4 separate regions of the Anser cygnoides genome follow, and all the other regions are linked to region 2. Evidence: chromatin contacts called from public Hi-C data. All regions are on one chromosome and are shown on one strand. The core of a region is the stretch at or near the end of the contact, and the rest is flanking DNA. Distances in the headings are between cores, read along the strand shown. Region 1 overlaps CPQ (carboxypeptidase Q). Region 2 overlaps SDC2 (syndecan 2). Region 3 overlaps CPQ (carboxypeptidase Q). Region 4 overlaps CPQ (carboxypeptidase Q).

Region 1 (5,739 bases), core at 3,136-5,635, 240 kb after region 2:
CTATAATTAAACATACATTAAAACATCCACTAACAGTTTTGGTGGTGATGGTTGTTTTGTTAGTTTTTATGATTATTTTTTTTAACGTTTTGTTGTTGTTGCTTTTGTTTGTTTGTTTGCTTTGTTTCTAAGTAGTTGCACAAAGAATACTGATTAGAAATCTGAAATGCCATTGATTTGAACACTGTTTGGGGAACGATGGGTGGGAAAGAAATTGCAGTGCAAGCTTCACAGTGTGTACTTCCTGGCTTGCACAGTACATGCCTATAAAGAGAAATTGCTGTGGAATGCCTTTCCTGCAAAATAGCTCCATTTTCATGCATTGTAGAGCTTCATCATCTTCTCTTCCTGGGCTGTATTACTTTACATCCATATGAAACATTTTCAGTATGTAATTTCAGCAGGATCTCCACAACTGATTTCCTTTTTATTTGTCAAGACATTACTTTTTTAATCATCTCTGTTAATGAAATATTCCTACAAGATGATGTAAAATAAATTAACCTGATATCAACTCATATTCTTGTATGTGAATGGCTGAGTTCAAGGTTGCATTTTTTTATGACATAAGTATCTATAAATGGATATAAGAATGCGGTTTGATTACATGCCACTTAAAATAGCAAAGATGTTACAACTGGACCTGGTGGAAATTTTCTGCATGAATCATCTTCTTTTTTCCCCAAAGAAGGAGTGACATTTATGGAAAGAATTCATTTCCTTCTGAAGTTTGGGAAGGAAAGAGAATCATCACAAATAATCACTTAGGTATTTCCAGATTTGAGACTTAAATGGTTTTTATTCCTTCATTTTTTCTTCATTCATGGGGATCTTTCTTCTCCTTTGCAAATGGCAGAGTAGGTCTCTGGGCTATGAGATTCTGAGGTCTTATTCCCCTCTCACCAACTTTTCAAACAATGAGGATATAGAAGGGAAAGTTCAAAGGTAAGACTCCTCAGATATTATCTATTCTAATGAGTTCAGGAGAAAACTTACAAAATCATTTTCAAAATTCTTTTTTATGTATATTGGTTTGTGGTGTTTTTGGATGTTATGTTTCTTTGAAATTGTCCCCTATCTGTTTGTTTCTTTTTCCCTTTATTCAGCTCAACCTTTTGACAGTATCTTGAAATACCAAAACACAGCCTAGCATTAAATTATGCTATGGTGAAATTATAAATATAATACAACAGATTAAACACAGGTGGACTTAGAGTTGCAGCAAATCTCTGCATTTTAAGCTGGATTTCAGTCATATTTAGAGCTGTGATTTGAGTTGCTACATGATAGGCTAAACTTTTCCCTGTTCGTCATCTCGTGCTGCCTGTTTGCAGTCTGTAATTACCAGCTGCATCTCTGCCTGCCTCTCCCAGCCGCGTGGAGTCTGAGCGTATTGCTGATTCTTCAGAGCTGGAGCAGTCACAAACTTCAGGCTATTCCTATTACCTTTGCCCAATATCCAGTTCATCATCTGTGATGACCAGTTGAAATACTGGGTCCCAAAATACAGCCACTCCTCTTCTTTCCCTCCCTTCTCTCCCTGAGGGTCCCTCTCTGATCAAGCAGCCCTCTGCACTGTCCTGGAGCTGAATGTCTCTACCCCCTGCTCGGACCAAGCCCATGCTGGCACAAAACAATTCAAGGCTGTTTTTTCTGACAGTCTGGGCCCTTTGCACACAGCACAGAGTATTTCCATTGCAACTTATTGATTTCTGGTAAAGTGTGGCCTCCGTTCATAACCCTTTGCTGTTTAACAGCCCACATTAAAGGCCGTGTAAATTCCTTCAGAAATACCAGTGGATCAAAGGAAAAGCCAGAGTGTTGATTTATCCTATGGAAGACACAGGGAAGGGACACAAGCTGCCTTCCCGTCCTCTGCAGAGGAACTGGTCACAATCTCTCTGTCCCTAAAGGGCTGGTCCCACCACCACCAGCAGAGGCAGAGCCTTCAGCTGCTCTGAGATGTGGATGCCTTGTAGAGAAACACTGGAGCAGAAGAAATTCATGAAGGGGGATCGTTCCTAAAGGCCTCAGCCAGACCATACCCAAGTGAGTGTGTGATGTGCCCATGTTGACCCTTCCAGGCACCAGCAAGCCCCAAACCTGCCCCCAAATCCAAGATCCACATCTAAAAACACACCATAGAGCCTGCAGGGAAGTCTGCTGCCTTTGCCTATATTCCAATATGTTTCCATTGTTTGAGTTCCTGGGCTTGTGACAGTTTTCTGCTGCGGTTGGCCTTATGGCTGGTCCAAGACAGGGCCTGAGGGGCTCAGTCATCCCTCGGAGCTTTGGTTTCAACTGGATGCAGCAGAAGCACAACCTGAAGGTCTTATGGACAAAGACAATGCTTAAGCTTTAGTCTTCACTCTGCTCTAGCCAGCACCCGGGAGGAGATGGGAGAAACCTCTCTCTCCCCATCATGACCACCAGTGGTCAGAAACAGGAGGGCTGGAAAAGGAGGCCCGTAGAGCAAGGGTATGTCCACTATCCAAAAAAGTACTGCTACCCACAGAGGCCATTCTGTCCAACAGAGAGGAGCAAATGTGGTGTTTGGAGATGAAACCACATATTCTGAACTAGATTTCAAATACGGACTGAAGACCAGGCTAACCAGTACCTTATTTTGAGATAAGACAACATTTTTCTTGTTGCATGGGCCTGCACACATGCACATCACTGTGGTTTATCAGTCTTTAAGTTGGTCCGAGAAATGGGGAGGTGAGGCCAGGATGGAGAAATAAGAGTCAGAGATGCCGTACAGCCAGAAGAATGGTCCATGAGCAAACCTAGCTGTTGCTGCAGTCTTTTCATATGTTGTCTTCTGGCAAATCAGTCAAAACCAGAAGATGGTGGGTAGCCTTGCTGAGCCAGCCAATTCTGGCATCTTCTGATTTGTAGCTGTGACCACAGTGTAGTAGCTCACACATCACTTCTGTGGAGGGAACATCACCTGGGCATCCATGTGGTAGTGGAGGGAGCATGTTTCCTGCAGGCAGTCTGCAAAGGGAAAGCCAAAAGGGCAGATTCTGTCACGATACCCTCAAGAGCACGGTGAAGACAATGTGTTGGGTTTGGCCTCTGGGACACTGCAGGGGCATTCTTACTGTGCAGCCACAGCAAAGACGGGTCAGGGTGGGGACGTGGCTTTGGGGTAGGGTGGCAAGAACTTGAGCTGATGGGTGGGACACAGCATGGGTTGGAGGGAAGCCGTACAAGCAAGGAATCAGAGCAGTGTTTCTTTTTAGGACTGTCACAAGTGCAGCGGGGGGTGAGTTCTTTTGAAAAGTGCCTTCCACTAAAGTGCTGATGAAGTATTTCAGAAGCAAGCTAAGCAAAACCAAACTAACTAGCACTGGGAAATAGGAGATCCTTATGGACTGCCCACATTCTTATTTCACCCAGCACTTTAGCACCCAGATATCTGATATTTTCTCAGTATGGATGGTCCATTGGAGGTGGAGGGAGACATAGGTGGAGAGCTCAGCCTGGTGGCCAGGAATCCCCTGTTCACCTCTGCTCCATTCTCTCCTGCGTGGCCACGGGCAACTGGTTGACCTGAATTCCTGTCTGCCTTAATGGGGGACACCTCCCAGTTGAGTTATCAGGCTCAAGTCATGTAGAATTTGTAGAAATGCAAACTGTCTTTATTTCGTGTTTATAGGATGGCAGGAACCTTCACTGTTACGTGACTAATATGGATGGCTCCATGTCTGTGGGTTGCCTGAAAGGTGGATCCGTTGTTGACCAGCAGCAGCACTTATAGGAGATTTGCATCTTGAGAAGAGTTGAGCTTTAAGTGAATCATAATTTACCCTTGTTACCCTTGGTATAACACAGAGTTGTGTGCTGCTACTTAAATATCTTTAAGTAAAAGTTTTGGTGCAGTAGATTCGGCTTAAAACATAGCGAGTTGCTGTGAGGGTATGGCATGAAAGGGAAAGTCAGGGGCTTTCCCACCAGCCCAGTGCTGTCTATAGGAGGCGGCTCAGGAGAGGAGAACCTCTTGCTCTAGCACAGCCAGGTACAGAAAGAGGTCTCCTTATATCACACCTTTTCCTGGGCTTTTCTGGAGCCCTCTCAGCTTTTGCCACTAGCCTCATGCTGACATCCTGAGGGATGCGGAGGAGGGGAGCCTGCTCTCCTGAGCATCCCCAACGCTGGCTGGGGAGAGCAGTGGGCCCTTCCCCTGGGTTTCACTGGGAACTGCAGCATTGCAGTGCCCAGCTTCCAGGTTGGAGACCTAGGGCACAGCTTGGGCTGCAAAGGGGATTTGGGGCAATGAGCCGGGCTGTCAAGGTCCTGGTTGGCTCCCTGGCATGCCTTGTGCTGTGAGATGTTTCTGTTCTTCACGCAAAGGCTCTTATTAGCAATGGAGGAATCAGTCTTCATTCATAGGTGGGAATAGACACCTGGAAGAGGCCAGGAGGCTGCAAAACACTTCTGAGCATCTTCAAGGTAAAAAATACTGAGGCAGTGAGTGTTACGTGCTGGTAACAGAGCAGAGAGGGAACACAAAACCAAGCGGATGGGACAAGTGCACTGTAGTCAGCTGAAAGTGTGTGAGGAAATAGCTGCATTATTATTAAAAGACAGATGCACTGGGGAGTCCAAAGCCTAAAAGTCCCTTCATTATCAACCTAAAGGCTCCAACGAGCTGTGGCTAAAATATGAGATATCAGCCCAACAGGTCTGTTTATACAGACTTCTCCAAACAGATCTCCTGTCAGAGCTTTTGCTCCTGCAAAATCTTTCTTTTCTCTTGTGTTTTGATTTCTTTCATCTTAAAGGACATTCTGCCATTTCCCAATCTGTAAATAAAACTCGCTCTGATAAAGGTCGCCAGCTCAGTCTCCGGGAAGAACTGCCCTGCAATGAAAGGCAAAGCCAATTCGGGACTTGCCAGCGCTGCCCTTTGAAGCCTCTGCTGCCAAGGTATAATGAACATTGTCCAGCTCCTGGCACCTGCTAAACCTGCAGGAACAGCAGATCTTCCCCGTGCAATTTTTCTGTGCAGCAAAATCAGGATTTCTGGAGCTTTATAATGGGTCAGGAGAGTGCCATGGTGGGCAGAGTCGAAGTGCACCAGGAAAACATCCCTAGTGGATTTGGTGGTGCGTGTTTTGCTTGCCATGCATGCTGCGTGTGTGTATGCTGGAGTGCAGCGATCCCCTGCCAAAAGCCAGCTCCTTTGGCAACTCCTGCCTGAATTCCACGGGAAAATATTTGGCAAATCACACGCTGACATGTTTATCTTGTTAGCTGTCAGGATGAGTAAGTGTGCAAGCTGAATGCTATCATTCAGCTTGAATGGAGAAATAGCTACTGCTCATGAAATCTGACACAATAAACATATTTTCAAACATGGCTTTTGTCAGATGGGTATTTATCCTGTGTTCAGCCCCTGTCATAAGTGACCCTAAATGGACCTGTGCTCACTGGCAGCCCCAAGACCCAGCTTAGGGCTCGCTTGGTGACACTGTGCAATCCCGGGACAACAAAGCGACCCTGTTGCTTGCTTATAAATGACGGATTGAGTTAGCTCCTGCCCCGGCAGATATACATTTACATGTCTTCTAGCATCTAATTACACAGAAGCATCCCACAGAAAGCTCATATTTGGGCTTTTAATGCTAATCCAATAAAAAAAGCAATGCAGCCATTTCAAGATAATTATGGCATCAGCAACCCCCTGCCTGCTTGCAGGCAGGCATTCATGGGAACCCCTCGTGGGTGTTC
Region 2 (5,587 bases), core at 492-2,991:
CTTTCTTCGGCTACTTAAGCTGCCACACTTTATCAGCAATCCAGGGGTGAAGAATGGGAGGTGCTACCTGAAATAGCATCGGTGTGCTGCTGCTGGGGAGAAGCGTGTTCAAGGAACGGGCTGTAAGAGCCCCCCCTAGGCTCTATTTATACCTCCCATCTAATAATACCTACTTTTTTTTTTTTTTTTAAAGTCTCCTGTGGGTAAGATACCCACAGGAAAAAACAAAAATACCTTCCCAGGTTTTGGGGTCAGTTTGTTTCCAGTTATGAAGGGCAAGCTTGTGGGGAAGAGCTTTATGCGAAAGAGTGAAATAAATGAAGACCATGAGAAATTACTGGTTTGGGGTTGTGACTAAAGTTTTAGGAGTCATCCTCTGATACAGAGCCTTTCTTAGCAGGTTCCTCCTCAAAGAAAACTAGTCCTGGGCTTTATTTTTTTTGGGGGGGTGGTGCTAGAGCAGTAAGGTGGATTTCCTTCAAGGCAAAGGGCTATCTTCCCAGGTCTGCCTCTGCAGAGGCTCTGTCACAACAGTATCAGAAAACAGGAGGTTGAACTGGGAAGCTGGAGTCTGCAAAGGCAGCAGGGGTGAGAGATTTAAAAATCATGGAAGACAAGGCCAAGGCTGATCTGATTGCTGAGCCTCACTGCGTGGAGGTGTAACTTCACCTGTTGCAAGCCACCTGCCCCATCCCCTTTCTGGTTAGGATAGGCAAGAACAAGGAGCAAAAGGACTTGGGGGGGGGGGGTGAGGGGGGGAAATCAACTTGAAACTTGACTCACAGGGGTGTGATACATATTTAAGAGGTGGTCCAACAGTAACTTGAAAGCCTGAGGAAGGTGGGGCGGGCGGGCAGGTCCCAGCTGCAGGGCTGTGCAGGAGGCCCTAGCCCCACCACCAGCGCCCTCTGCATGGCTGCCCCATCCCCCTGGCCTCCAGCCATGACTGGAAACCTCGCCTTTCCCTGGCCACAGAGCCTTCTGCAGCCAGCGTATGGAAAAGCACATCTGTGTCACTTCATTTGTGGTCAGCAATGTGAAATGTTTCCAGAGCTGAGAGTACGCGCTGAGCAGCGCTGATAGGTCCCAAAGAAATGGGACGAGAGTTAAGGTACGGGTAGAACATGAGCTCTGTATTTCCCAGCTGTCAGCTGTTTGGTTATTTCGAAGCATTTGCTTTATCCTTTTATTGTTCCTAAGTTGCGCCTAGCTTGGACTTGCTGTGCAGAGACCATGTTGGAAGATGCGCTTGTTGAAGCGAAGAAACCGCTCAGCAGTGAGGAAGCATGAACGACTGACTAAGAGCTTTTCTGTCTCATGATTTTTATTCTGCCAGTGTCTGGAGAAATAGGTAACCCGATAACAAGTATCCCTCGCGCAGAAGACTAAGTGGTGTAGGCCACAACAGACATGGTTGCACCCAGGCTTCGATAGTTGGACTGCATAGGCCGAACTCTGCCAGTGGGGACAGATCGGGTGTGCCAAGTGCCTGCTCCTGCAGCAGACATCCCACACGTTTCCCCTTTAAAAAATCCCATTTTCGTTTATTTTATTTATTTATTTATTTTCCTTACAACACAAGTAGCTGCTGAAACAGTAAGGCAGACCTCTCGCTTGAGGTGACAGCTTCCTCCAAGGGAACAGGAACAAACACCAGGGAAATTAAAGGGAGAGGCATTCATACAAGAATTTTTCAGGGCTGTTTTGTTTTCTTTTTCCATATGTATTTTTAATCCTCTCATGCTGGCGGTGGAAGAGGCATCAGAAGGCAGCGCGTTCATTAGGTGTGGTGTGGGACTTGTGAAGCCTGACCAAAATGAATACGCGTTGCTGGGTGGTCATTGAGTACGTGCTCTGGAAATAACTCCTTCATTTTCTCTTGAGGTTTGGGAGATGAAGGGGGACTTTCATTCAGCCTTCCTACTTATTTAAAATAATATGTTGGCATGCCAAGCAGCGCAGGATTTATTTTTTCTGATGCTGGGAGAAGAACCCCGTGATTAGGAAACTCTGGTGGTTTGTGAATCCCAGTCTGTTTTCTTGTATTTTAGATGCTTGTGTTTGTTGTATGGTAAGGTGTGCACAAAAGTAAAAGAAAGTGTATTTTGGGGAAAGTTGTGCAATGGGTGATGTTTTCTGAAAGAACAGTGTGTCTCTTCTGGCAGCATCATGGTCAAACAAGTAAATATGTATTTTGGTAAGGAGCCCAATTTTGAAAACATCCATGGATCTGTCCCTTCGTACCCTCCTTAGCGTGCTTGTAATTACAGCCAGTCTCTGAAAATACCACAGACATCACGTCAAGTATTCTTGTAATTTTTTTCATATTTCATGAACTTAAAATTACTTTTTTTAGTTCTGTGATAAAGGTCTGGATTGCTCCACTGTAAATACACTGTGTTTCTAGTATAATGAGCACAAGTTAGGATGAAGTAGCCCAGAACTCCGGTGGTGGTTTCTTGGCACTTCCTATGGAAGAAAACGTAGCTGAGTGCCGACTTCTGTTTATTTGTGACCTCAGCTGAAACTGTTGCTAACAGAATATATTTGGGCATTTGTATTTTCAGCGCAGAGGGATCTGTCCTGAGCTAACAAACAAACAAAAATAACCCTAACCATTTCCCTGCTGAGAATTTAGGAGATGGAGTACTGCTGTATTGCTGCTGCTGATCTCCTGTGGGTATGGAGGGCATTGAGGAAGTCAGGCTGTGGGACACAGGGAGAGAGGAGAGCCACAGCATGACTTCATGTGCTGAAAATCTTTCATCTGGTGACTGCTCACAACCAAGTGGTATCACTCCAGGAAAGTTACTCACGTGTTGGAAGTGGCTGCAGCAATGGACGGGAGAGAGGCAGCTTTCCCTGGAAGGATGGAAAAAATGAAGAAAAACTGCTGTAACCATAACTTTTGATTCCTTCTACTTCTGTTTTTATTCTTTTTTTGTTGCTGTTGTTGTCTTTTGGTACATGGAGGGTGTTGATGCAATCAGTTCTGTGCTGTGCTCTGTCCAGGGGCCACGCAAAGCACTGATGGGGAGCGAGTGGGTACCTGGCACCCTCGGGTACCCTGGGCATGTGTGGGAGCTGGAGGTGAAGGACTTGCCTCCTCTTACCCAAACCCGAGCTGCTCACCTCCTCTGAAATGATGCTTGGTCTGGGGAGCATGGCATTGTTGCAAGTAATCTCGTGAAAGATGAGTGAGAAGGCAGCGGTGGATTTATCGGCGGCGCTCGGGGAAGTGGAGGTGTGTCTGCTGCTGCGGCTGCTCTTGAGAAAGCAGAGGGCCACCTTCTCTAGGAGAACTGGGGCAGGGTGGTAGGTCAGAGCAGGCTGTTTGTGGAGGAAATAAACCAGAAATACCACTTGGAGTATCTGAACTGATGTGGAAATACATAGATAAGGCTGCTCTGTCAATACTTCAGCACAACGTAAGAGATCTCTAGCTCTTACAGGAACAACAACAAATAAGTTACTGCCTTGTTAAGCTCACGTATGCTTCTAGTAAAGTACCTGTATTTTATCGGTGTGTCTTTGGAAATCTATGTGATTCATGCCTTTCAGTATATGAATTAGCCAAGTTTAAGGCAACGCATCACAGTGCATATGGTTATAATGCTCCTGCTTATATGATGAAAATTAGGTAATATTTTATAATTATATGAGCTATTAAAACTTATTTAGCTTTCACCTAATAAATATTTATTAGCTGCTAAATATCAGTCATTAATGCCTGATAAATGAGGTTCTCCAGGAGGCAGCTTCAGCTAGGAAGGTCTCTCTCCCCTTCCTTCCCTGCACAGCTCTGCATTAAGCAAGGTCCTTCCCACCTGCTGCTTTTTGCCTGAGGTTGGAATTTCCCCTTTTCAGTGCTCGTCACTGAGCCTGGATGGAGATACAGGGATCTTGCACTCTCCCAGCACTCAGAAAGGGGGTATTTCTTTGGGAGAAATCCTCTTAGAGATGTGAATTCATTTGCTTTGCAGGGAGGATTGAAATGGAGCATCTATTCAAGCTGCGCTGTGATTTTCTTTGCTGGAATTCAGATGGATATTATGCATGTCACAGGGCTCAGTTCCTGAACACATTTTTTACTCGTTAAAGTCTGCTTTTAAATGTCAATATACTCACCTCTTAAGTTTAAGCATCCAGAATTGACAGGTATTTTTTCAGAACTAGGCTTTGTGGAGGGGAAAGGAGGAAGGCAGTATTAAAATAAAGTTCAGTGGGACTGCTGGTTCAGCTTTAGCATCAGTGGATGACAAGCTTGGGAGTACTACAGATGCCATTTTCCAGGACAGCATGGGCCGTGCAAATATGTGTAGAGTTGTTGGTTACTTTTGGGGCGGGCAGGATTTTCTACAGAGCAAGAAAACAGTAATTCAGCCATGTGCATTATGGCTGTTTGATTGGAAGGGCAAAACTCCATTTATATACAGAAGCATCTTATGTTACAAGGGGAAAAAGGCAGGACAATGGGAAGCTAAAAAAAAAAAATTGGCCAGAATGGTGCTGTTTTGTTTGTTGAGAAACAGCAAACAAGGTAACAACTTACCAAATGAAAAGATTCACCTCAAAGTCTAACTGATTATGCTGTGCGTGGTCAGTTATGGTCTAGCAATCTAGCCTCCAGCTACAGCTTGGGGTGTGCTGCTGGGTCTTTAAAAAAGAAATGGTTGTTCAGTGGTGTTTTGCTGATGCATTAGGTGGTGGTTTGCTGCAGAATTGCCTTTCAGAAGTTAGGGACTTCACATTTTCAAATGTAAAGTTTCTAGTGCCTAGCAGTTCAAGGATTTCCATGCATCAGCATGATCCATACAGATAATGGAGCCAGATTGAGTTAGATGCTTTTGCCCTTTAAAAGGCCAACAATTCCATGCAGTTTTGCAGAAGGAACTGTGTTAATTTCCTTTGTCAGTCATTGTGTTCTGTGCGAGGCTTTATTTTTCTTAAGAAACCACAGCATATGAAACTTTGAGGATTAAAAGTAACTTTGAAGAGTGTAATTACAACTCGGTTCTCTGCTGCATTGCACTTGTTTTGTAAACTGTAACTGTGCAGTTGAACTTCCCCTTTGAATGAAGCCTTATGCACCACGAGGGTTAATATTTAAATGAAACCACCTGCTTAAAATTGGCTACCCATTACCCCAGTTCCATTAAATTAGGAACTCTGGTAACAAAGTGAAAAGGTTCTTGCTTTATAGCCTGAGCCACTTTCCCACCCTCAGGCATCGGACTTATTTTAAGTCTCTTGCTCGGAAGAAAATAGAATTCAGTCCTTCAGCTGCACATGACTGTCTCAGCGTGGCGAAAATAGAAACCGGTGCTATCCCAGATGCATAATTCATCCCGTAGCTAGCAGGCATTCATGCAATACAGTAAATTGCAAGGGCTGCTTCGAGCACGCCGCGTGTGCGGGTGAACAACAGAGCTGGGCTGCGGTGCCTGTGCTCAGTGCTCTTCCCATCGTGTGCTCAGGGCAGATCGGCCACTTCTTTCCTGCACCGGTGGGACAGGTGCTGGGAGAATCGGGACTGGGGCCCGGGGAGCCTGGTTTTGTTGAAGCAAACATTCGCCTTGCATCCGCT
Region 3 (5,598 bases), core at 2,249-4,748, 200 kb after region 2:
GCTTGCAGCTCGCCTTCCCTGGCTCCCTGCACATCGCCCGTGCTCGCCCCCCTTCTGCCTCAGCAAGCTGTGCAAAGGAAAATCTGCATCCCTATTTTAGGGTTCAGCTTAACTTCAGTACAGTGGAGAGAAAGTAGAGCATCCTTTCTCCCGAAGAGAAATAGGGCAGCATTCAATGTGCATCCTCTTCATGGATAGCGTTATTCCAGGCCTTTTGCTTCTTTTCTGTGGTCGTTCTCTTTTTCTTTTTGATTTGCAGTGCATTTTAAATTCATTGAGACAGGAAAAAGTGTGATTGCTCTTTCACTGCTTCAAGAAAAGGATATTTGGCTGCTCCATTCACTGAAATAGATTGCTGTAGAGGCACTCTGGGTGCCTTTTCTAATTCCAGTTAAGCCTTGGGCTCTTGGTACACAGCGCAAGACAGAATCTAATTATTGAAATAATTATTATTGCCTTCTCAGCTACGGTGTGGTTTTTAAAACCCTGAGCCACATTTGGAGTCCCAGTTCTGGACCCTGCTGGCATCGGAGGGAAGCGATTGCAGTCTGTCAGCCCAGAACAATGCGACTGTACTCACCTGCAATGAGCTACTCATTTCAAATCTTCCTTGTGTATTTTTTGACCCTGAAAAGAATATGTGACAGCAGAAAGTTTCCCGTTCTTCAGTCAATGCGTTGTGATTTCAATGGCTGCATTTTTGAAAAGATGGCATTTTTTTTTCACCTCTTCTGAGGAATCTGATACTAGCTGAGGTTGAGCTTGGGCTACACAGGACTAATGAGACCTACCTTTTTTCTTCTATGTCAGTCCTTGTAGGAGTGGGAAATAGAAAGTATTCAAGCAATAATCAGGCAAAACTATTTTTCAAAAATGATTTTGCAACTACAGATCCTAAAGAGACAAAAATCAACCTTTTTTTTTTTTCTTTCTTTCTTTCTTTCTTTCTTTCTTTTTTTTTTTTTTTTTGTTATCAAATGCCTGACAGTTTTAAAGAGAGGGTGTAAAAGTAAAATAAATATTGGCAAGAGCATTAAAACTTTTTCATTCAGATGTTATTTTTAAGTAACACCTTTAGTTCTAGCTTGGCTGAGTAGTCTTTCCAGTCCTTTGAGTTTATAGCAAGATACAGATTTAGCATTCTCGGCTCCTGAAAGGTTTTTAATTATGTGTGGGTTGGTATATGTGTATGTGCTTGCTGTGTCAAAATATGTCTTCACTGCATGGATTTGAGAGGAACCAAATGCCTTACTCATATCTGCTCTTTTCCAAGGAAACGTGAATGTTTGGCACGTTTTGGTAGACCGTAATGTTATCTATATTCTCAGCCTTTTCTTAATGGTGAAATTAGAATAGCAAACCTTTTCATCGATTTAAGAAGTGTAATCAAAATCAAGGTAAGTAGGTGAGGATAGGGATCTAAATCCATCAAATCTGGGTTTAATGTCCCAGCTGTCTGTCAAATTGGATTCTGGTTATGAAAAGTTGCACTGAAAGTTGCACTTTCTCTCCTGTGAAAGGCAAGTACAGCAATGCAGAGATTAAGATTTTTTAATGGAGTGTAATACAGCTTTCTCCATTAAAATAATTCTAAACGTTTTATAATAATCTTGCATAGGTCACATCACTTGTTCTGGGCTGCTCCCAATCACTGGCTCTTTTTCCCTTCTGCATCGGGCTGTGGATGGTTTTTGAAAGCAACCCCATAAAAAGCTTTACAAGAGGGCACTTGCCCTTGATTTCTTTGTCTTAAACTCAAGTCCAAGTGTCTTTGATTTATACAGCTGTAAACACTGCTCTAAGCTTTAGCACCGTCACGGTATATCAGAAGGGTGCCAGGGAGTGTTTAAAGTAATAAAGGTTCGTTTACTTAGCATTGCACAGAGTGTCACTGTTATCAGATTAGCTACATTTATTGCATCACATGTAAAACATCGTGCCATTTGGAGCTACGCATGAAATTTCTGTAAAAGCTGCACCAAGGAACGTTAGCGTGTAATTTAAAATGGGATCTTGGACATTTTTATTCCCAAATGGTGAAAAATATGTATTGATTCTTGATTTGCGCAATAGTATAATTGCGATGGAGATAATTAGATTGTATCTGGAGGAAGATTTTCCAAGGTGGACTCACAGCTCAGCATGCAGGGGTGGCAGGATACACGAGTGCCATCTTCTGCTTCTGTACAGTTTCACCCAACCAGTTTTCTTTTTTAAAATAACAAATTAATAAGAAAAAAAAAAGGTAGGTCCAGCATGTTCTGGGCATGGTAACATGAATACAGTACACCTATCTTTAGGCAAATGATATTTTCATTTACTGCTGTGATTGAGTTTCTGTCAACAAAAGGAAGCAACCTTTCAACTTAAAATTAATTGTCAGTATCTCTTAGGGATCTCTCTGAGCTTCATGACTTATCTTTTACTCTTAATATATTTGCATTGTGACAAATGACTCAGCCTGTTTATGCCATGGTAAACCAGCTGTCACATCAACTCAGACTTGCAGGAATAAAGAATCATACTAGGTAGGGACATTGCTTTATTTACCCTTTGTTTTTCTTATATTAGTAGTGCTGTGTGGATTAATCAGCGGCCACATTCAGCTAGTGATATGCTGCAGAGCCTGAGCAGGTGGAAGGAATTTCTTTGTTCCCCCCCTTAAAGGACAAATATCCTTGAATTTCTCCGTGTCTTTTCTGAGTGAAGCCCTGTGTCACTCCATGAAACATGAAAACAGAGAGATTTTGAAACTGCAGCCAACAGTGTTGCAGCATGTGTCTTAACTATACCTGGATTCTTTTTTTATTTTGTTTTTAAAATATGTTGTTTCTTTGTAGCTTTTCTGAGAAAAATAGGAAAATTATTGGTCAAGAACATAAAAACATTAGTTTCAGGAGTGTGTTTTTTTTCTTTCCTGGTTCTTGGTGTTCACAGCCCGTGGAACAATGCCATGTGTGTATCAGAATAGGGAGAATTAGTAGGGCTTTGGTTTAGAAATGGCACAAAACCCCAGATCTGAACAACCCTGAACCTTGCGATAAGATCAGATCTGAACTTTGTTTCAAGTACCTCTCTGTTTTTCTATTAATAATGAACTAGTTAGATATACACGGGTTTGTAGATCAAATGAAAGAGGGATTTCATCACCAATATCTGGAGCATCTAACATTTATTAGGAAATAGCCTATATTGCTTTAGTATGTACTGTAGCTTAGTATGCATTAATCAGCATAACAATAGATAATATTAAGTATGTCATAGTCATGTTAAGTGTTGTCATAGTCATAGTTTTAAGTATTAAGTGTTGTCACAGTTAAGAGTTGTCATAGTCATAGTATTCTACCAGCCTTGTCTCGTGGTCCTGCAGATGAAATCCACCATCCCCTTCAAGTGTTCAGAGTCTCAATGGGGTATGACAGCAGAGAGGCAGCAAAAAACACTGCTTGTCCTGCTGGTGTGATAGTATAAATACACAGTTTTTTTGTGCTGTATAAAATATAACCAGCTTGTAGTTTGCTTAGGGTGTGTTTTCCTTACAGTAGGGTTGGCCATTTTTCTTCATAACTAGTTCACCACCAGGATAGTCATTAACCGGCTTTGGTCATCATCTGGACAGATCAGAGCTCTGCTAAGCCATGTGCCATGAACTTTTCTAGGAGGTAGCAAATTGCTAGAGAGACCCTGCAGGAAGTTTGTGATCAAGCATCCAGTTGTGTTCGTGTCCGGGGCAGGTTAGAGCCCGCAGGGAACTTCAATGGAAAGCTGCACGTTTCCTCTGAATATGATGCCTCCTCTGGGAAGGCAGACCTAAAGGCTTGCATTAAATTGAGCTGCAAATTTGGCTTAGGAAATACCTCCGTTAAATGTGAAATACAGGGAAGCTTCCTGAACTGATTGCAAATGTGAGTATAGATGATTCCTGCAGACACATATGCTGCAAAAACGCTGATGCACAGCTCATTCCCCTGGATCCAGCCCCCCACATCAGAGGTTCAGGCCATCTGGGGGCGTGCGTATCTCCCCTGATCGTCTGGGGATGTTCAGAGGTCGGTAGCACAGAGTTTCTCCGTGCAACAAGTGTCTACTGCTGAGCTCTGACAGCAAGCTCCGTGGCTAGCAGAGGGTGGCGAAGAAAGGACTTTAATGCTTTGGGTTTCTAAGCAGGTTTGTGGCATCGGCTACATGGTGCAGTTGCACAGCGGGTATAGAGATTTTGAGAAATGCATGTGGTTAGGAAAGATGGTTCACGTGGGTCTCAGTCTCACTAAGCACTTCGCTTGACCCTCGTGTGTGACGTTTAAAGGCTAATCAGTAAATCGCATGCTCAAACTTCAACTGCTTCGCAGAACTGAGGCACAAATAAGTGCATGAAGATGAATCCTAGATTAGAGAAACTGTCAATTTTGCAGTGACTTTCATCCATCTTAAGCAGTGTTTAAAAGAGAATGCAAAATGTAAAAGATTTATAAATTCAACAACCAATTTAAAAATATCAGCTTTAAGTAGTCTCTACATAATATATGTAGTCACATACCTCATTTTAAAGAAAGCAGGAATGAAATAAGCTGTATTAAAATATACAGAATAGATACCTACAGTTAATACAGGTATATAATCCCAAACTGAAGTGCCCTGTCTACGTAAGGATCTGTGAGTCATTGAGCAGGGGGGTGACAAACCAGAAGGGCAGACCTTACAGCGGCCTTCCAGTGCCTAAAGGGGGCTACAGGAAAGCTGGGGAGGGACTCTTTGTCTGGGGGTGTAGGGATAGGACAAGGGGGAATGGTTTTAAACGAGACGAGGGGAGATTTAGATTAGAGTTTGGGAGGAAAATCTTCACTCAGAGGGCGGTGAGGCCCTGGCACAGGCTGCCCAGAGAAGCTGTGGATGCCCCATCCCTGGAGGTGCTCAAGGCCAGGCTGGATGGGGCTTTGGGCAACCTGGGCTGGTGGGAGGTGTCCCTGCCCATGGCAGGGGGTTGGAATTAGATGATCTTTAAGGTCCCTTCCAACCTGAGCCATTCTGTGGATGTGTGATTCTATAAGGACTCCAAGGACAAAAAAATACGAAAGTAGTAGAACGGTCAGTGTGGCTTATGAAGAAAGAAGTCATGACTCACCCGTCTAGTAAAGCTTTTTCGGAGGAGTTTATACCCATTTTTGTAATTGGATCTGGTCAGCAAAGTACAGTTCAGTTCTCAAAAGCCCCAGCATCAAAGACCTTTAGAGAAATAAATTACTGGGAGGTAAGAGGTATTTCCCTCTTGCAGAGTAATATCTGACTGAAAGGAGGTAGAAATAAAATGTCAGTTTTCAGAATGGAGAAAGAGCTCTGTTAGGCTGCCCAGCAACATTTTCGGAAAACTTTGGGTGATCGCCTAGCTCAATGTTAGCCACAAATGGAGCGAATAGCAAGTTGGCAAAATTTACTGGTGCCTACTCCAAATGTTTCACGTACAAACTGAAGCTGTGAAAATGTGACAGTGATCTTGTAATAGGAAGTTCTTAAGTGATAAAACACCCAGTGGCATTTCAGTGCCACCAAACGCAGAGTAGTGCGGTTTGTTACGCATGTGCTGTGCATACATGAAAACAG
Region 4 (6,157 bases), core at 1,677-4,176, 180 kb after region 2:
AATGTGTTATAAATTTATTTAAAACTGTATTAGAGAAAGCGTTCTTACAATATGTCTGCATGTTTTTATTGCTGCCTTAATGATGTTTACAGTACTTACTAAATTCCTCATGCACATACCATATACTGCTTTAACATTAACATTTAACTTTAGGAAAGGTTTGACCTTATGGAAGATATTCATCATCAGTGTTTTCTATGGTTTCCTTTTTGTGTTTATTACCTGGAAGGTCTGCTATTTTGCCCAAGCTGGGTCGGCATAAAAACAGGACTTTCTGCAATTTGCTAATATAAATATTCTTTGTTGATGCTCACACGAGGTTTATCCTGTAATTTACTAACGACTTACTTTCTCCAAGAAGCAAATATCCAAAAAAATTATTGTCGCTTTCAGGTAAAACAATTCTTCCCCAGAACAGATTGGCTCCTCAAAACCGGAGTTTTCAGAAAACTCATGGATTTCAACATTCTGATTATTTCCCAAGATACTAAATACTCTGGTGAAATGTGAGATGTGTTTGTGAGTGATTTGAACCAAACACATCCAGGACTTGCATATGGATTCTTTTATCCCAGTGAAATGTGTTGACCATTTGGCTGTTAACTGTTCTCGGGAAATATTCTCTGTAATCAGAAGTTAAAACTGGTGCTTTTTGTTTTGACCACTGCTGTCCTGATGTGCCCTTACTCTCTCTCCTCTATTTCCATCTCTTGTCTTACCTTCAAAAGACATGGGAGGCTCTTGGGTCTACGACTAGCTTTTTATGTTGTGTTTGTGCTGGAGATAGTACCATGAGTTGTTGGACATGAGGCCTCCTGTGGACGCTACCACACATAATAAACTTCATTAATGCCACCTGATCTTTGTGGGCAAGTCTGATGGTTTTCTTTTTGATTTGAATTGAAACAGGATGCAAAAGAATAATTGAAGCTTTTCAGGATTTGGAAATTATTTCTTGTCCAGTTTCACTGCTGGTCTTTCTGGATGCCTTCTTTCATGATGAATGTGGGATGTGTTTAGCAAATTAACAATAACCATGTTATTTTTTTCTATGTTCTATTAGTTTAGATTTGTGCAATACAATGCCTAAAAAGCAAGAAAGGTTTAAAGAAGAGAAACAAGAAAATGAACAGAAAACAATTTGTTTTAGTTATGGATACAGGTTTATTTCAGCAAAGGGAAAAACACAACTGCACAGGACGCAGAAAGATAGAAATGAAAAAAGAGTCTCTGAAGCCTCAAGCCCTTGGTCACAAAACCTCCTTGCTTTTTGAGTACTTATTTTGAGAATTCTTTGACTTCCCTGTCATTTTGTTGTCCTCCATTTTGATTTAGGCAAATACCCTAATGTGGAGATCTCTATGTAGGAGATCGGGCTGATAGCGCTATTTTAACATTCTGCCGTGAATCACCAAGTTGAGAAATGGAAGAAACGAATAAAAAGAGAAGGGTTCAGTTACAAAACACCAAGAGAAAATAATTGCACTGTATTCTTCAGAACTTCAGTTAACAGCCAGTAGCATCCTTGATTGTATTCACCACAGGAAAGCTAATATAATTATACAATTATATTTTATACCAGTTCTAGGTCAGCAGGATTTCATAATTCTTAATATAGAAGTGTCATGCTGCTACTGAAAACTGCAGAGAAAATCAGATTTTGCTAAAACACAAAGAATTGTTGATTCCTTACCTTGCCTGAAGCAGGGAGGACACAGAATCAGTCATGGCAGCGTGTCTCTTGGCTGCCTGATCTTGGTTCCACCTGAGCAAATTTTGTACATGTCCAGTGTTCAGCAAACTTCTGTCTTTGTATGTTTTCTCCCTTTTCTTTCCCTCATAGAAGTAGCAGAGCTGCCGTCTGAAACTTCAGAATTGGTGGGGTGTCTGCCTGTACTGTCCAGAAGGAAACATTAGGCTCCTTGTATTACATCAGGTACACAAAATGAACAGCAAGCCAACAGATGAAGTCCGTAGACTTGTTTTAATATTTACTTAGTACAGTGCCTCCACAACTGTCACTTGCTTTGCCTTAAAAATGATGTTGCTCATCAAAGGATTGTTTAGGCCTTATGAGAGCAATAATTCAGTAATTAAATGTATATAACAACTAATTTTAAACAGTGTAGAGAGAGAGAATCATATATACACATACATACACACACACATACATGCCTACTAAGTCTTTATTATCTGTAAGCTTCATCTGTGAAGCTAGCCCCAGTATGTATGGGAATGGCCTCCAAGGCCAAACTGGCAATGTAGGTGTCCTTTCTCCTCCTCCAAGTGAACATTCAGTCCTTGGAGGAACCCCTTCTGCCAGTTCTGTCATTGTTCAAGGCTGACTGGAGTTCTTAAAGAGAGACCTCTTTTGAGGATAGCTGTTCCTCTGTCTTCATATTCCAGACCAACCACAGGTCGTCAGTACTTTGGGACGTTGTGCTGTAGGAAAGCTGGGATCCTTCTATCCAAACTCCCCGCAGCTGTGCAGGACACAGAAAACCGTCACCTCCTGTTGGCTCACCATGATGAACTTTCTCCTCAGTGACCTCTCTTCTTTTTAACATTTCACCTCTTATCTAGATCAGAACCTAAAAGCATTCTGTGTAAAAACAAGAAACATTAAAGATCTGCATGCTGTGCTAACTTCTAAGGTGTTGCTGATGTATTTTAATCAATCTGTTCTTGAAAGTTACACAAGTAGTCATTTGCTTGCTGAAAATGCATACATCAGGAAAAATCATCTTTGATTTAAACCACAACCCTTAATTACAAGATACTGGCAGTGTTGCCTGTTTTAAATGAAAACCTGAAACTTTTCAAAAAGGGATCAGTCATTCAGAGTCACAGGGAGTGTGTGACACCCCTGTATTTGAACAGTAAAAGGCTTTAAGTTATGGTATGTTTTCCAGGAAGAGCGCTTCTCTTTGACATGCCTCTTTGTCAAAGAAAAAAAAAGTCTGAAGACAAGGCTACAGGTAATCTGGTGCGTACCTTGCGTGGCGTGCTGCTGTCTTCAGAGCTGCCTACTTTTTCTTGTATATCATCCCTGGGAACTCACAGTCCTGAATGGTGATCTCTGTGACTGCTGGCAAGTGGTTGCAGAGGAAACAGCAGCGGTATTGTACAGGGCAAGACGTGCTAGTAGCATGTTTGTAGTGAGTGAAATGCTAATAAGTACATGACCAAATGCTGCTCCAAGCCTGTTGAAGTTACTGGGGCTTTTGTTGTTGGCTTCTCAGAGGTCACTGCCCTGTAACTCTAAAACTAGAGAACAACCCATAAAATCCTCGGACTGTTTTTCTGGACAGCTTTCCCACAAAGTGGGGCAGGAAAAGCATGGGTCATGTTCGTACCTTATCATCTATCAAAAGTGGTGCTAATCTTCATCCTTACAGCAGCTTTCTCCCATAGAAAGACATGGTGATTTACAAAGATTTCTAACTCTCAGTGTTCCCGATTTTCCCTGTCCTCATTCAAAAAGGGTCTGAGCTGTATGATTGTGCTCATAGCTGTGTTTATTACGTGTGGATGCTGGCGCATCTCTGCTCCCTAACAGCTGGTCTGCTTTTTCCTGTATTTTTATTTATGCTGTTGGCTTCATTAAACAATCTTGATCCTAAACAGCAACTCAAAAATGCACTACACCATGTTTATGTTATTAAATCCTTACGAATATTATCTGTTGTTTTTTTTTTTTTCTTCTTTTCCAGCTGTCACATCCACTTAGGTGTTTACAGTGTTTTCTCTTGACTTTCTCATTGTCCAAGTTGTCAGCCTAACAAACTTGGGTGTCGATTTAAACACACTTCTAAGTAATGCAAGCGGGACGGCTGTCGTTGCACCATAAGTTTTACATCATGGTCGTTGCCTTGCTATATTTGGCTTCAAACTGCTGTGAGTCAAATACTGGAATACATGTGTTGGTGTTTCCTAAGGTGTAAATCAATAACAGAAAGCTGAAAATGCACTGTCAGATTAACTGATGTCTCTTATTACTGGAACAAATTAACCATTAGTCAAGGACAGTGCTCTGCCATTGAAGACTTCAGGATTTTTTCTGTAAAGTGATGATTTTTCTCAGTGGAATTAAAAATAAAACCAGCAATGGGGACAAGTTATAACACTCTGTTTTAAATAGCCCCAAATTACCAAAGGCTTTTAGATAGCTGTTCCCTCCCTTATCCTTACAGATATCTCACTGCTTTAGCTGGGTAGGAGGAATTGCCATCAGTGACTCAGGTTAGTCATGAGATGTTGGAGTCTAGTTTTAACATCTGGTAAGAATTATGGGGATTTTGAGGGAATGAGTAGCTACCTGTATGACTGGCATTCCCAGCATCAACTGTAGATGGTACGTATTTCTCACCAACAGAAGTACCAGTAATTGTTTGTCATGTGTATAGCAAGGTGTTTTTTTCATAATTGAAAGGATCTTACTGCAGTTTCATGTTTTCACGTGTTTACCTTAGAGATGAGAAACACCTATGTTTTGGTTTTGCTTGACAGATAAAAAAAAATCATTTTATAGCTAAAACAGAAATTAAAGAAAATAAAAAATAGGATAAGTATAGGCAAGGATATATGCCTTTTTGCATATTCAATAAAAATAGCAACCTGTAAAAAGCCAATTTTCCTGTGCAATATTTACTGTAATGTTTCATTTAGATATTTAGTCAAGGAGCTAAACACGATAAGATAAAGAGAAGTGACCTATTCTGTGACCAAGTCAGAAGAAGATAAAGAATAAAAGTCTGGTTTGAAGTTCAGAGAATTAGGTAGCAGGTTACGCCACTGAGATACAATTTTCTGGTATGTGCCAAGAGAAGTGGCAAAGTACCAGGATGCAGAAAATGGGATTACTCTCTGAAAAAAAAAAAAAAATGTGTACTGAGTTTAAAATGCTTGTTTAAATGATGCATTCAGTATGGGGAAAAATGAAAGAAACAGCTGAGCCTACAGTTATGTTATAAAATCTTCCTGTTTTGTTCTCCTGTTCCCTTGAATTAGCCAAGGGAGCACTGTACTGTCGCAGCCTGCTTTGATAAGTGCCAGTTATCCCTGCACCGTAAAGCGCAAAGGACAAAAGATGCATCTTCCCTGTAGCATATTTCTCAGTGTGTATTTCTTTCTGTATAAGTAGAAATGCTAATACACATACACAAAAGCAGGTATAGTGAAAGCAACTCCCCCCCCCCCTTTTTTTTAAAATTGCAATACCCTACTTTCATACTTGACAGTGAATAGATTTAAAATTAATCCTATCTTCCAGTAGACAAAATAGGGAAAAAACTTTCTCAAGGACACATGGTACTTCAAGTAGTTGTGACCTGTTTCTTTTCTGTCCCCTAATGAGTCAAGTTTCTTTCCCAAGAGCATTTTGTTTTCGTGTCACTCCCGCACGTTCTAAGAATTGAACAGCTTTCTTCCAGAGCAAGAATATGGTGTAACGTATCGTGGGTGGTTTGCTTTCTCGGTTTCATATTAAAAACACATGTGAACATTTATATGAGAAAGAAAACTATCGAAGACTACAGTAATAATACTAGCAGATTATGAAGTCTTGCTATTCAGATTTATTACACAAAGATGGTTTACATTCTGAAGTATTCTTTCTGTTGTACCTGCAATTTTTTAACATCATTTGTCCCATTTACAATACAGTGTGTTTTTCTTGGCCAGCTTCTCTCCCACCACATCGAAAGAGCCAGCGAATCACGATTTCATGTTGAGACTCATGACCTGTAGTACTGCATTTGGTGGTAGGCTTAGATGTATCCTAATTCCTTACACGTACTCTTTGAAAAAATTTAGGGTTTTTTTCATTGTATAATAATGGTGATTGCCAATTTGGTGGCAGTGTTAGTTATTTTCACCTTGATTTCAAGTAGTTAGATGGGTGGGTAGATAGATTGGTTATTTTAAGTTATTAGAACATTGATGGTTGCTTCTTCTTTTGCGAAGATTTGATATTAATTCTATTAACTGCTGTTTCTAAGTTAGAAATGAATTAGTGAGTAACCTCTGCTATGTTAGAGCATATTCTCAAAAGAGAAATGTCCAGGTAAGGATGAGCATAAAACACAACTCTTGACAAATTCTATAACGAACTTTCGAAAACTTGCAGGGCCGGGTTTTGATACTTGTGCAATATTCA

What was found. Hi-C and Micro-C count contacts between places; a contact is called where the count stands out from the background.
Region 1: a Hi-C map of liver shows a contact between it and region 2, with 4 times the contacts expected there. The contact joins two enhancer-like sites. A contact is called at or near these places in 2 of 7 Hi-C or Micro-C datasets (both in liver).
Region 3: a contact with region 2 is called in a Hi-C map of liver, with 5 times the contacts expected there. The contact joins two enhancer-like sites. A contact is called at or near these places in 2 of 7 Hi-C or Micro-C datasets (both in liver).
Region 4: a Hi-C map of liver shows a contact between it and region 2, with 2.6 times the contacts expected there. The contact joins two enhancer-like sites. A contact is called at or near these places in 2 of 7 Hi-C or Micro-C datasets (both in liver).

The regions. Positions count from the first base shown.
Region 1 is chr2:140,092,571-140,098,309 of Taihu_goose_T2T_genome, forward strand. All of the region lies in intron 7 of CPQ (carboxypeptidase Q), which reads left to right. Among named protein-coding and RNA genes, the nearest start is that of MTDH, 120 kb to the right of the region's middle. Within about 2 kb of position 4,386, at least 2 of the 3 cell types and tissues checked have open chromatin away from gene starts, as enhancers often do. A contact at or near this core is called in liver, where this site is marked.
Region 2 is chr2:139,857,955-139,863,541 of Taihu_goose_T2T_genome, forward strand. All of the region lies in intron 1 of SDC2 (syndecan 2), which reads left to right. Among named protein-coding and RNA genes, the nearest start is that of SDC2, 15 kb to the left of the region's middle. Within about 2 kb of position 1,742, at least 1 of the 3 cell types and tissues checked has open chromatin away from gene starts, as enhancers often do. A contact at or near this core is called in liver, where this site is marked.
Region 3 is chr2:140,059,478-140,065,075 of Taihu_goose_T2T_genome, forward strand. The region is part of intron 6 of CPQ (carboxypeptidase Q); the gene reads left to right. Among named protein-coding and RNA genes, the nearest start is that of CPQ, 140 kb to the left of the region's middle. Within about 2 kb of position 3,499, at least 2 of the 3 cell types and tissues checked have open chromatin away from gene starts, as enhancers often do. A contact at or near this core is called in liver, where this site is marked.
Region 4 is chr2:140,035,020-140,041,176 of Taihu_goose_T2T_genome, forward strand. The region is part of intron 6 of CPQ (carboxypeptidase Q); the gene reads left to right. Among named protein-coding and RNA genes, the nearest start is that of CPQ, 120 kb to the left of the region's middle. Within about 2 kb of position 2,927, at least 1 of the 3 cell types and tissues checked has open chromatin away from gene starts, as enhancers often do. A contact at or near this core is called in liver, where this site is marked.